Regions from separate parts of the Bicyclus anynana genome. Here region 2 is linked to region 1. Evidence: chromatin contacts called from public Hi-C data. All regions are on one chromosome and are shown on one strand. The core of a region is the stretch at or near the end of the contact, and the rest is flanking DNA. Distances in the headings are between cores, read along the strand shown.

Evidence for each region. A called contact is a pair of places that touch in the nucleus more often than the background predicts.
Region 2: a contact with region 1 is called in a Hi-C map of whole body, with 1.4 times the contacts expected there. The contact joins two enhancer-like sites. A contact is called at or near these places in 2 of 2 Hi-C or Micro-C datasets (whole body and whole larva).

Annotation. Positions count from the first base shown.
Region 1 is chr15:15,972,441-15,977,840 of ilBicAnyn1.1, reverse strand. The region is part of intron 1 of LOC112052803 (E3 ubiquitin-protein ligase ZNRF1); the gene reads right to left. Among protein-coding and RNA genes, the nearest start is that of LOC128198785, 9.1 kb to the right of the region's middle. Within about 2 kb of position 2,715, at least 8 of the 8 cell types and tissues checked have open chromatin away from gene starts, as enhancers often do.
Region 2 is chr15:16,015,784-16,021,183 of ilBicAnyn1.1, reverse strand. The region is part of intron 1 of LOC112052803 (E3 ubiquitin-protein ligase ZNRF1); the gene reads right to left. Among protein-coding and RNA genes, the nearest start is that of LOC128198786, 16 kb to the left of the region's middle. Within about 2 kb of position 2,038, at least 8 of the 8 cell types and tissues checked have open chromatin away from gene starts, as enhancers often do.

The DNA.
Region 1 (5,400 bases), core at 1,466-3,965:
CTACCTTAGGTAGTATGGAATTCTTACCGTGGTGGCTTTATTTGGTATATTTACTTAAAATTAAAACATAGGCCTCTTTTACCCATCATTATACTATACTATTTGACCCGGCAAACGTTATGCCAAATTAAAAAAAAGAAAAATACTAAAATCTCGATTAAAAACGGGGGTGTTTTTGTGTAAATTACTTTACAATCTATTAGCCAACGTACCAAAAAGAAAATCACTAAAATCGGTCGAGCCGTTTTAATGATGCGACCACAAACATCGTGAGTACGGATTTATTAGATCATAACAAACGAGTTAAATTTAGGATTTTCCCTGTGGCAGAGACACTTTTTAGCGTCGGCTAGTTTGATTTTATTTGTTATTATTTTTCTTATCTATAAAATAAACAAATGAAGATTAATACCTACTGTTTGTTAAACTACAAATTTATTTTCCTTTTGTTTTGCAGTGGCTGTGACGAGTTTTACTGTTCTCTATAATTGTTTTTAAAGAAAAAGAAGTTTTTTTTCTCAAATTTTCATGTAAGTACTGAATATGGTAGTAAATTACATATAACGAGCATATTAATAACAGTTATTATTACGAATATGTATTGTATTCGATTCGGTGTATACTGCACAGTTGATTTGATTTCATAACAATGCATTGTCCTAACGAGTTGTTAACAAACGCACAATTGCATACGGCCGGCCCTAAACTACACAAGTAGATGCACACACAGAACAAATAATTACCGACCTATTACAATATTACCCACAATTGATAAAATTGTTGAAAAGTACATTTGTCAGCAATTACACGCATTTTATAAAGATCACAACGTATTATCTGATAAGCAATATGGTTTTCAGCAGAAAAAGAGCACATCGCAACTACTATCAGCATTTACAGATTCTGTCAATAAGCATTTAAATAACAAAAAACATGTCTTGGTTGTATATATAGACTACAGTAAAGCATTTGATATGCTTCGACACAACGTCCTACTTGAAAAACTACAAGATAATGGAATAAGGGGCCCACTTCTGAAATGGTGTCAAAATTACATGACTGACAGGTTGTATAGAGTGAAAATTGAAGAAACGTTAAGTAAAGATGTGACTGTAACACAGGGAACAGCACAAGGTTCGGTTATTGGCCCTTTGCATTTTTTAACGTATGTAAATGATCTTGCAAATAAAATTAAAACGTGCGAAATGTTTCAATTTGCTGATGATACTTGCTTAGTGTCCGCTCATCACGACATCCACGAAGCTATGTTCCAGCTTCAATCAGATTTTGATTCACTATTAAAATGGTCGCATGACGTTGGCCTAGTTATTAATGTTGATAAAACTAAAATGATGTACATTAGTTCGAGTCATAACAGATACAATGGTATTACAAAGCTTATAGCACATAGCCATCAATGTATGCATAAAAACGAGCAACATTTTACAAAACGGACATCTAATATTTGTAGTTGTGCTTCCGTTGAGACGGTCTCCAGTCAACGATACCTAGGATTAATTATCGATGATCGTCTTCAATGGAAAGAACACATTAATTATGTGTGCGATAAGCTTCGTGCTCTCCTGGCTAAACTATCATTGATCAATAACAAAGTTCCATTTTCCACCTTACTAATGATGTACAAAGCACTAGGTGAATCAATAATATCATATGGATTGAGTAGTTATGGTCTTACGTATAAAAGTAATATTAATCAAATATATCAACTTCAACTACGCCTTTTAAAAACCATTGTACCGAAAAAAATAAAACAACAATATAGAAATGATTATCATGTCTTATTTAATTACTGTAAATTAATGCCAATAGACGTAAAAACAAAATATTCCATAATAACAGAGCAGTACCTTCAAATAAAACCTAAACTGAAGGAAATTACATACAATAAACAACTAAGAAGTTCAAAAAAATGTAAATTGTATGTACCGAACTTCATAAATGGGTATGGTAAGAGAAGGCTGGAATATATTGTTCCGACAATCTTTAACGATTTTCCGGATGCGGTAAAGAATCTTCTAAAAGATACCAATATACTCACGAACGTACATAAGCGGAAACTAAAGAATTATTTTTTGGGACAGCCTGTGTAGCGTCGCAGCACCGGTTCACTCACACTTTTTTTCAACTACCCTATAATCATTATTCTTGGTATTTATCCTCTTCTGTTTGTTAATCTGTTTATTTATCCTCTTCTGTTTGTTAATAATGTTCTGTTTGTTCCTAAATATTGTATTTATTGTATGCAATAATAACCAGTGCACAGTAAAACTAACTGTGGTTTGTGTTGCACTATGGTTAGGCTTAATTTCAATGTGTTGTTTGTTAAATAATAATAAATAAATAAATAACACGAGCGCTGCACAACGCGAATTACAATCTGCACAGACAGATGCACAGATAAGTGCACAGGATAGAAGCGCTGCACTCCGCCGTTTCGCAACAACAACACATACCGATTTCCTTCCTCGCGTAATGCCTCTGCTCCCCGCTGTGGTTGGTCCCGAACGACTGACCCATGTTGAGCACTTTGCACAGAATCACTGGGTTTAGTGGAACTCCTGGTGAGTAGTCAGCTGATCGCTCGCGTTAAATGGACTGTTACTGCGCTTGCGCGGTGGCACGAGATACGTGCGCGTCGATAAACGCTCCCGATGATACTGAGTGAGCCGGCCACAGAGCAATACGCCGGGCCGGGTGACTGACTGCCGCCCGTCGGCGCCGGTGACCGATAACGTGCCTCTGTGTTGCGGTTAATCTGCACCACTCTGTTACGCACGCCTTGGGAAACTGCATCTCATACGCTAAATCTTCAGGGTTTCAACTATCCCCGTTACAAAACCATCACCATTATTAGCTCATTTTACCGGCTCACTGAAAGGTCAGGTTTTCCTCTCCGAAGAATAGTTGTATCCCATTTGGGGTCGATTCCGCTATTTTATTTATGCGACGATTCGCCTATAAAACGAGTGTTATTAGATTTTGAACTTTATTTCCATGGGATGTCAAAAATAAAATGGCACTAACAACGAAGTTGCCATGGAAATGAGCGATGTCACATCGCTGTAACTTTACAGAATGCAGCGGCTGACGGTTAAAGTTGATGTTTTGGTGAATACTATCTATAATATGACGGATTTTTTATTTCATTTAATTTCATATAATATGGCAACTCATTGTATGACGTCTTCCTTGCATTTCCCCTAAAAAGTTTTCATTTCCACACATATTTTTTGGATTTTTCACCAACAATAAAAAAGTACGCCGCAATAAAAATTAGGCTCTCTTCAGTATACGACATTTACCACTTTATAGCTACGACAAACTCCCCCTCGTCATAAAACGTTAAAATTTATGTAAAAATTTGGCTTGATAATTTTAAATTTTATACAGTGAAATAATTACTAATGAGTCATACAAATGCGGGGATCACTAGCGGGAACCCGCGAAACATTCCGACTTAAATAATATTATCTGGGATGACATTTTTTCCTTGCATTTTTGATAAAATAAATAACAGGTAATATGTTGTTCCAGATTCCAATTCTTTTAATAAGTATAGAGATATCACTTGTAATGTAACATAAACAGCAGACAGTAATTGTCCTATTTGATCGTATCTTTAGTCTATATCGAGTTGATAACACAACAACACAACACAATCTGAAGACGCTTTGTGCATGTAGGGCGTTGCGTTGCGCAGCACATCGTAACACAATGTGTTGTCTAGGTCAGGGGTGGCAAAACAATGGGAAAATATACAGCATCGAAAGTCTGTTTAACAAAACTATTTCGATTAAAAGTTAAGTAAGAGTATTGATTTTTTTATTCTTTATGCACCTCACCTCATTCAATGTTTAAAAATGGCGCTAATGACAGAAAAGTTAAGGAGTACTATGCCAACGATGAAATGGATGAAAGTAACATTAGAAGAAAGATGTTAAAGCTGCAAGAAGAAGAGGAGAGGAAGACCAAAGATGAGCCTTCTCTTCTTTGGCCTTCCTCTCCTCTTCTTGGAGTGTGCGAAAGAAGATATTATGTGTATGTATGTAGGAGTCGTGATAGCCCCGTGGATATGATATGCCTCCGATTCAGGGGGGTCTGGGTTCGAATCTTGTCCAGAGCATGCACCTTCAACTTTTCAATTGTGTGCATTTTATGAAACTAAATATCACGTGTCTCAAACGGTGAAAGAAAAACATCTTGAGGATGGTATGCAGATACCAGAGAATTTTCTAATTCTCTGCGTGTGTGAAGTCTGCTAATCCGCATTGGGCCAGCGTGGACTCGAGCTCAGCAGTGAGCCGAATATGGGTTGATAATGATGATGATGATGTAAAGTGTAAAAATTTACAAATTAAATGGAAGACGGTTTTGACCGTCTTCCACTTGGTAATTGCTCATTGATATTTATATGGTATTACAGGTAGATCAAATGATCTATAGCAACATATGAGTTCATAGGTTTCATTCAAGATTCGATGTGAGGAAAAAGGGTTATTCTAAGGATTCAACGCGGATGCTCGCTTACGTAATAAATATTTGTTTAAAAATATAAAAGGTGTGCGACACCTGGCTTCAGTCGTAGCTTCGCACTGCCCATTGTGCATGTCGCACATTGTCTAGGTCATTGCAGTGCAGTGCAACGAACACAATCTGTAGGTCGCAGTGACAGTGTTCATTGTCTGGTTAGCACGCAATCACTGATTGATTGCCGAGATGATGGCAAGCGGGCTCTTAGGTAACGATTACTATCTACTATAGATAAGGAATGCCCCTGCAATCGGCAATCAAGAATAGACTGATGATTTTGATTGATAACGAATGACAGACTTGACGCTCTTTAACCCGTGCTATAGACCTGCAGTTTAATCGTCCGTGTGAGTCAGTTTTCTGTTCAGATTTTCCTAATGTTTTTTTTTTTTGAAATTACGATTAGATAAAACTGTATCACTGTTCAATGCAAACAAATAGACAAACAAATATTTCATCTTTATAATACTAGTCATAACCTGGTAATGATAATACTAAAATTCAGCATTATTTCCATAGAAGTTTTAAAAAAAAACATATCATTAGTGTTCATTCATAATGGGTAAACGTTTCAGTATAAAGCGTAGAGAATTAGGGTTCTGTCGCTTAACACCATAAGGCCTAACATACGCACCACGACATAATCGTATCTCCTGTAGAGGAATAGACAAAATTTCAGCAATGGCAACATTGTAATCCCAGTCACATCTCTTTCGTCCCAATGCAATGACAAAGATAGTGACATATTCGGTGGCGCCACAATTGGTTGTGTTGTCTATTTCTCTTCACGAGATACTTTGGTAGCATGTTAGGGCCACAGATGAACCTTGTTAGCCTCGTCAATCGATT
Region 2 (5,400 bases), core at 789-3,288, 44 kb before region 1:
TATGTGTAGTGTTTAGTGTGTAGTGTGTATTAATTAGAAGCGTGTACTGCGTTAGTTTACCGTCAAGCCACTAATTGGAGGAGGCGCTAACTGGCGCTGATTGGCACACGAATGTATCCATTACATGTGGGAACACACTTTGTAACAGACATGATGTATAATGGAACCGAGAGGTCCTTTAATCATTACGAGTCTGGCGTGAATAGCGTGGCCCCACGTCAAGCCTTTAACGGGACTGTCCTGATTTTAAAACGTCCCAAGAAAAGGTCCCGCCTGGACTAAAATAAATATTGCACAAAACTACACTTACCCATTACGGGTCTTGACAGACTGACCGTTCCGATATCCTGCTGGTAAATGCATGCATTTTGTTTGGAATGTCAAGCCTTAATGACTCAATGGTTAATAAGCAGAATATTAAATGTTCTAAACCCGTCTGTTGAACTATTGTTGTACCTGCTCAACACTGGCTCATTAGTTACTTGGCGAATTAAAATAATTAAATGAAATTCATTGAAAATAATAAGTCGACAAAGTGGCAAATTAAATTAAAGGTCAAATTTTACACAAAATAGAACCACTAGATATAATATAATATCGCTATAGCAGTGAAAACCGAGGCTCGAACACAATCTCTCGGGACTTTAATTATTTGGAAGACTATAATATTACGTAAATAATAACCGGCACAGTAATAACAAGATCACGTCTTTGTGCGGCCTTTTGTGAACTTACCAAGCCTTCCGATCAATCATTAACTTAATGAAAACAGCGTTACAAAGGAAACTAAAGTAATTAGATAGAATCTTCAAGTACAAGTCTACATCAATAAAAAAAAGACATTTACACAAACATTAGTTGATAGAACTAATAGATAGCCTATCTGATACTAAAATAATAACAATAGCTAGGAACTATTATAACAGAGAGTTGACCAGCGCCAGAACACCGAAGGCTTTGCCTTTTCACTAATATTTAGTGAAATACTAGCGCCTATGAACAGAACTACATTTCGTAGGGCTTGTAAGGAATACGTCCAACAAACTGCAACCAGTTCATCAACTGCGTTCTCAGCAATGCTGTTTGGCGACAGAATAGGCACAGCGGTAGTGTTTCCGACGAACTCTGTTACATTAGGCTTTAGTACTACTAACGAAAGCTACGGTGTCAACTCAAGACTCATATGCCTGTAATTTAACATATCAGAAGGAACCACAGCGAAGATGCGTACAGCAGAAATATGCCTGGCGGTACTATGGTATATGTCGATTCTTGTGTCTCATGTAGAAACATGAGACACAAGAATCGACAGCATCTAGGCATCATTTACAGTAGGTATTCGTACAGCGACTTGCATATACAAGAGTAATATTCCATTAATTTCAAAAGTTAATACTTGATGTAAGCGCTCCAAGTACATGGAATTATTGCATTTGAATTTCAAAATAAGTTTTTATGGATACTATAAAATACAATAATGATAACAATCGCAGTCGTAAATTGAGGATTTGAGGATTTTGACGTCAAACTGCAGCAGTCATGTATTTTTCATTTCATTTCAATATTTCATATTGTAATCAAATAATTGAATAAATGAATTAATCAGTTCACACGCGTTTACTCATCCAATGTTACAAATGAAATTGATAGATTAAAATTTTTATCGGAAAATTAAATTACATTTCACATTTTCATCGTTTCAGTGTCCACACATGCGGAATTTAATAACGCACTGCAAACATCGCTCATAAAAAGAGGAAAACCTATGAAGAGAATGTTGAATATTGCACGAATAAAAAAAAATACCTTTTGCCTCATGAAATATTATAAAAACCGTTTTAATGAAAGCAAATTTCTCGAGTTTAATACCACTGAATTTCAGCCACCCAGTCGGTATCTAGCGGCGTTAATTGAACAGTGTTTTCGAGAATATAATAATTGTAACACTCATGTATGTTCAGGATTAGTATTAGATACTACGGTTGTCGGATTACATTTGGATATACCGTCATATATGGTTAAAACCGTCGGACTGCGATCCGTACGGCAGCCATGGATGCGACCGGCCACGGCCAGGGCCCGGCGCCGACTGGCGGCTCGCCGGTTTCAGGCTGGGTGGCGGCTGAAGTCGGGGAAACAGACAATAGGGAAAACAGCATAATATATTTCTCTAAAGGTAGGAACACACTGGGTGCATTTCGCTCGACAAACAGTTGCATTCGGATGATCACAGTTTTGCGTGAACTATATTTTAACAATGACGTATAAGGATCTCACATGCGTTTTCTATTGGATTCAACATTACAGAATGAAACATTATTTCTTAATCTATCACAATAAAATTATTAACAAATCAATACTTAGGTATGTCAAACGCTAAGTTAAGAAGTTGTTTGCTATCATTTGATTGATGTATTCACTTATTAGTAAAATATGTTGTTGAAATCGTAAAATACTGGACGAACTAAAGCTTAACTTTCATTCTTCAAATAACGAAAAATATTTGCAATAAGGGAAGTGGAAGTTACCGCAATAACTATTCCGATTTCAAAGTTAATAATACGTGTGGCTGTTATTTATAAACACAATCCGTCATCGCGTATAATCATGATTGCAGACACGTTTGCTTATCTAACAAAAAAAAAAGAATATTATATGTATATTATGCTATTATCTAAAAACTTCAAAATCATATACGATGTTCCTCGATTGTTTGTCTATTATTAACAGATGGACTATTATTATTATTTATCTTCATAGCTTTACAAAATTTATTGATTTGTTGTACAAATTTGATAAAAAAAAGCGTTTAGCTTGGCGACATGTCGCAAGTGCGATTTTATCCTAATCGAAAATAATAGAAGTCCGGCATTACATCCGGGGACATTACCCGAGGAACTATCGATATTCCATTACCTATTAAATTGAATTTTTACATCAATAATGACGCAGGCAGGGCAGTCGACATTTATAGACAAAGAGTTATGCAGAATACGTAGCTCATGACATATTTGCTTATTCACTTTTGTCTTGTTGGTAAATTGAGACTTGAAAGATACAAGGAATATGTTTTGCTTGTTACTTCAAGACGACTCTCAGTTTTATTCAAATATCAAAAAATAATTTTATAGGAGTATATTATACAAATAATATTCAACAGTATCTAGTTTGTTTTTTAATCTGCAACGATATTTCGGCAGTAAAACGTCATAAAAATACACCAAATATCAGATATAAAAACAAGTTGTAATAATACTGAAGTTCTGACGAGTCGATCCTTGTGTCTTGACCAAAACAAAATAAAAACTGTGTCGTTAGTCTAGTTACTAATGGTAGGTACCTAACCTTATGCGGTTTCGTATTGTCAGGTCCCAAGCCGAGCTATGAAATATTGAGTTCTAGAAATTGTCAGTAACAGCCCAGAGTTGGGAAGTTTGTGGTGTCACCCACACCCTCGGGCTCCGGAGAGCACGTTAAGACTTGTCCATTATCATAAACAGTTGATAGTTGTCGTTACAGATTCAAACAATATCACCCCACCTTAAGCTCATCAACCCTAGCGGCGTGGTAGGTCTAAACTCCGAATCGTCACTTCTAAAAAAGCGCCGTCTTTTTTTTTTAAAGAAGATATCTTTTTTTTTCAATATGACCAATATTCTCGTTCCCCTTCTTTGTTATGAGATAATAGTCCAGCGGTCGGCGACCGAACCCACGGCCTCTGGCTCCAATTCCGCGATTAGCTGGCAAACCAGCACGCTCTCGTGTCCCGACAAGGCGGAGCAGCTTGGCAACGCGCTGGTAATCAAAACATCAGTTAGCTCTATTTCGGGACAAGTGACGTCACGCGGTTAGCGCGCCGCACAAACACCGCGCCGCCGACTCACACCAACCAACCGGCCGCGCAACCATACTAACATTGTTACATTTCATTTTTATTGAGATCATTCATCATCATCAGCTTATTTACAATGGTCCACTAGGCACACGGCTTATGCCTTCACTGTCCTGAATTTGCAGGAACCTAGACCCGCCACTCCTGAAGTTACAGGAATTCATGTGGAAAACATGTGCTATGTCGATCAAACTGTCAACCCTATTTTTACACTGTAGTTAAAAATAAGTACTTTTAACCCAAGAAGAAGGAATTCTTCCAAAAAGGAGGAAGTTCTAAATCCTGCGGGTCACAATCTCAAACTCACTGCTTTGACTGAGACTCTGCTGCTACGTCCCGCTATCCAGCATCCATAGAATTATTTTATAATTACCTGTAACAAAATATAACAACTATTTAAAATACAATGCCTACGTTTAGTAAAGCTGTTCCTAAGCCTTCATTCGCACGACAGCGTTTTTAAAACACGAAGTTTTTTTTCTAGCAGTGTTGCATTTTCAATGTTGGGCGTTGGAAATAGACCTCCATTTAACTTCATACTATTATTTGAACGCTTTTTTAACGTCCAGTAAAAAAACTCTCGTGCGAATGAGTGCTTAATTAATGGATAATACTGCTGACTTCTTATAATGGTTATAAGAGGTCAGTGAATAATAGCGAAAGTGAAAATCGACCCCTCTGGGGTCAACATAGACCTACTATAACATACTATAACTGAATAAAAATTGAGGGTCCGTGAAATGTAAAAATATACTATATTCTATTACTATAGTATATTATATTAATATACTATAGTAATAGAATATAGTACAAAAATTACAATAATGAATATCATTAGTTAAACATTATTAAAAAAATTAAAATATTGATTTATTATATTGATTCATTCATATTTTTGTTATTGATTCAATATCAATTAATTAATTCCTAAACGTATGTTTTAATAATCCACAAATAACTATTTGACTAATTAACATAAACGCAATAATGGCTAGGCACATAACTTTTCAGTCATGTGCATTTTAAGAAATTAAATATCACGTTTTTCAAACGACGAAGGAAAAATATCGTGAGGAAACCTAAGAATTTTCTTAATTTTCCTAGTGTGTAGTCTACCAATCGCATTGGGCCAGCGTGGTGGACTATTGGCCTAACCCCTCTCATACTGAGAGGAGACTCGTGCTCAACAAGGAGCCGGAAATGGGTTGATAATGATGGCTAGGCACTCTACGCAAAAGTGGAAAACATGGCAAGTTGTTAACGAAACAAAAAGGTTTGGGGACCTCTGGTTTAGTACAATCTGTACTCTGTGCCGCGGTCAATGCACAAACACACAAACAAACGGGCATCGTTATGAACGCATTTTATATGAATACAATGTCGAAAATAACTTTATGTTTTTCAAAATGCACATACCTACTCTTAGCATATCTACGGCAAAGAAAATTCATACACGATAAATGTTCTATACAATCAATTCACCTAATTAACCTAGATACTTAATTAAC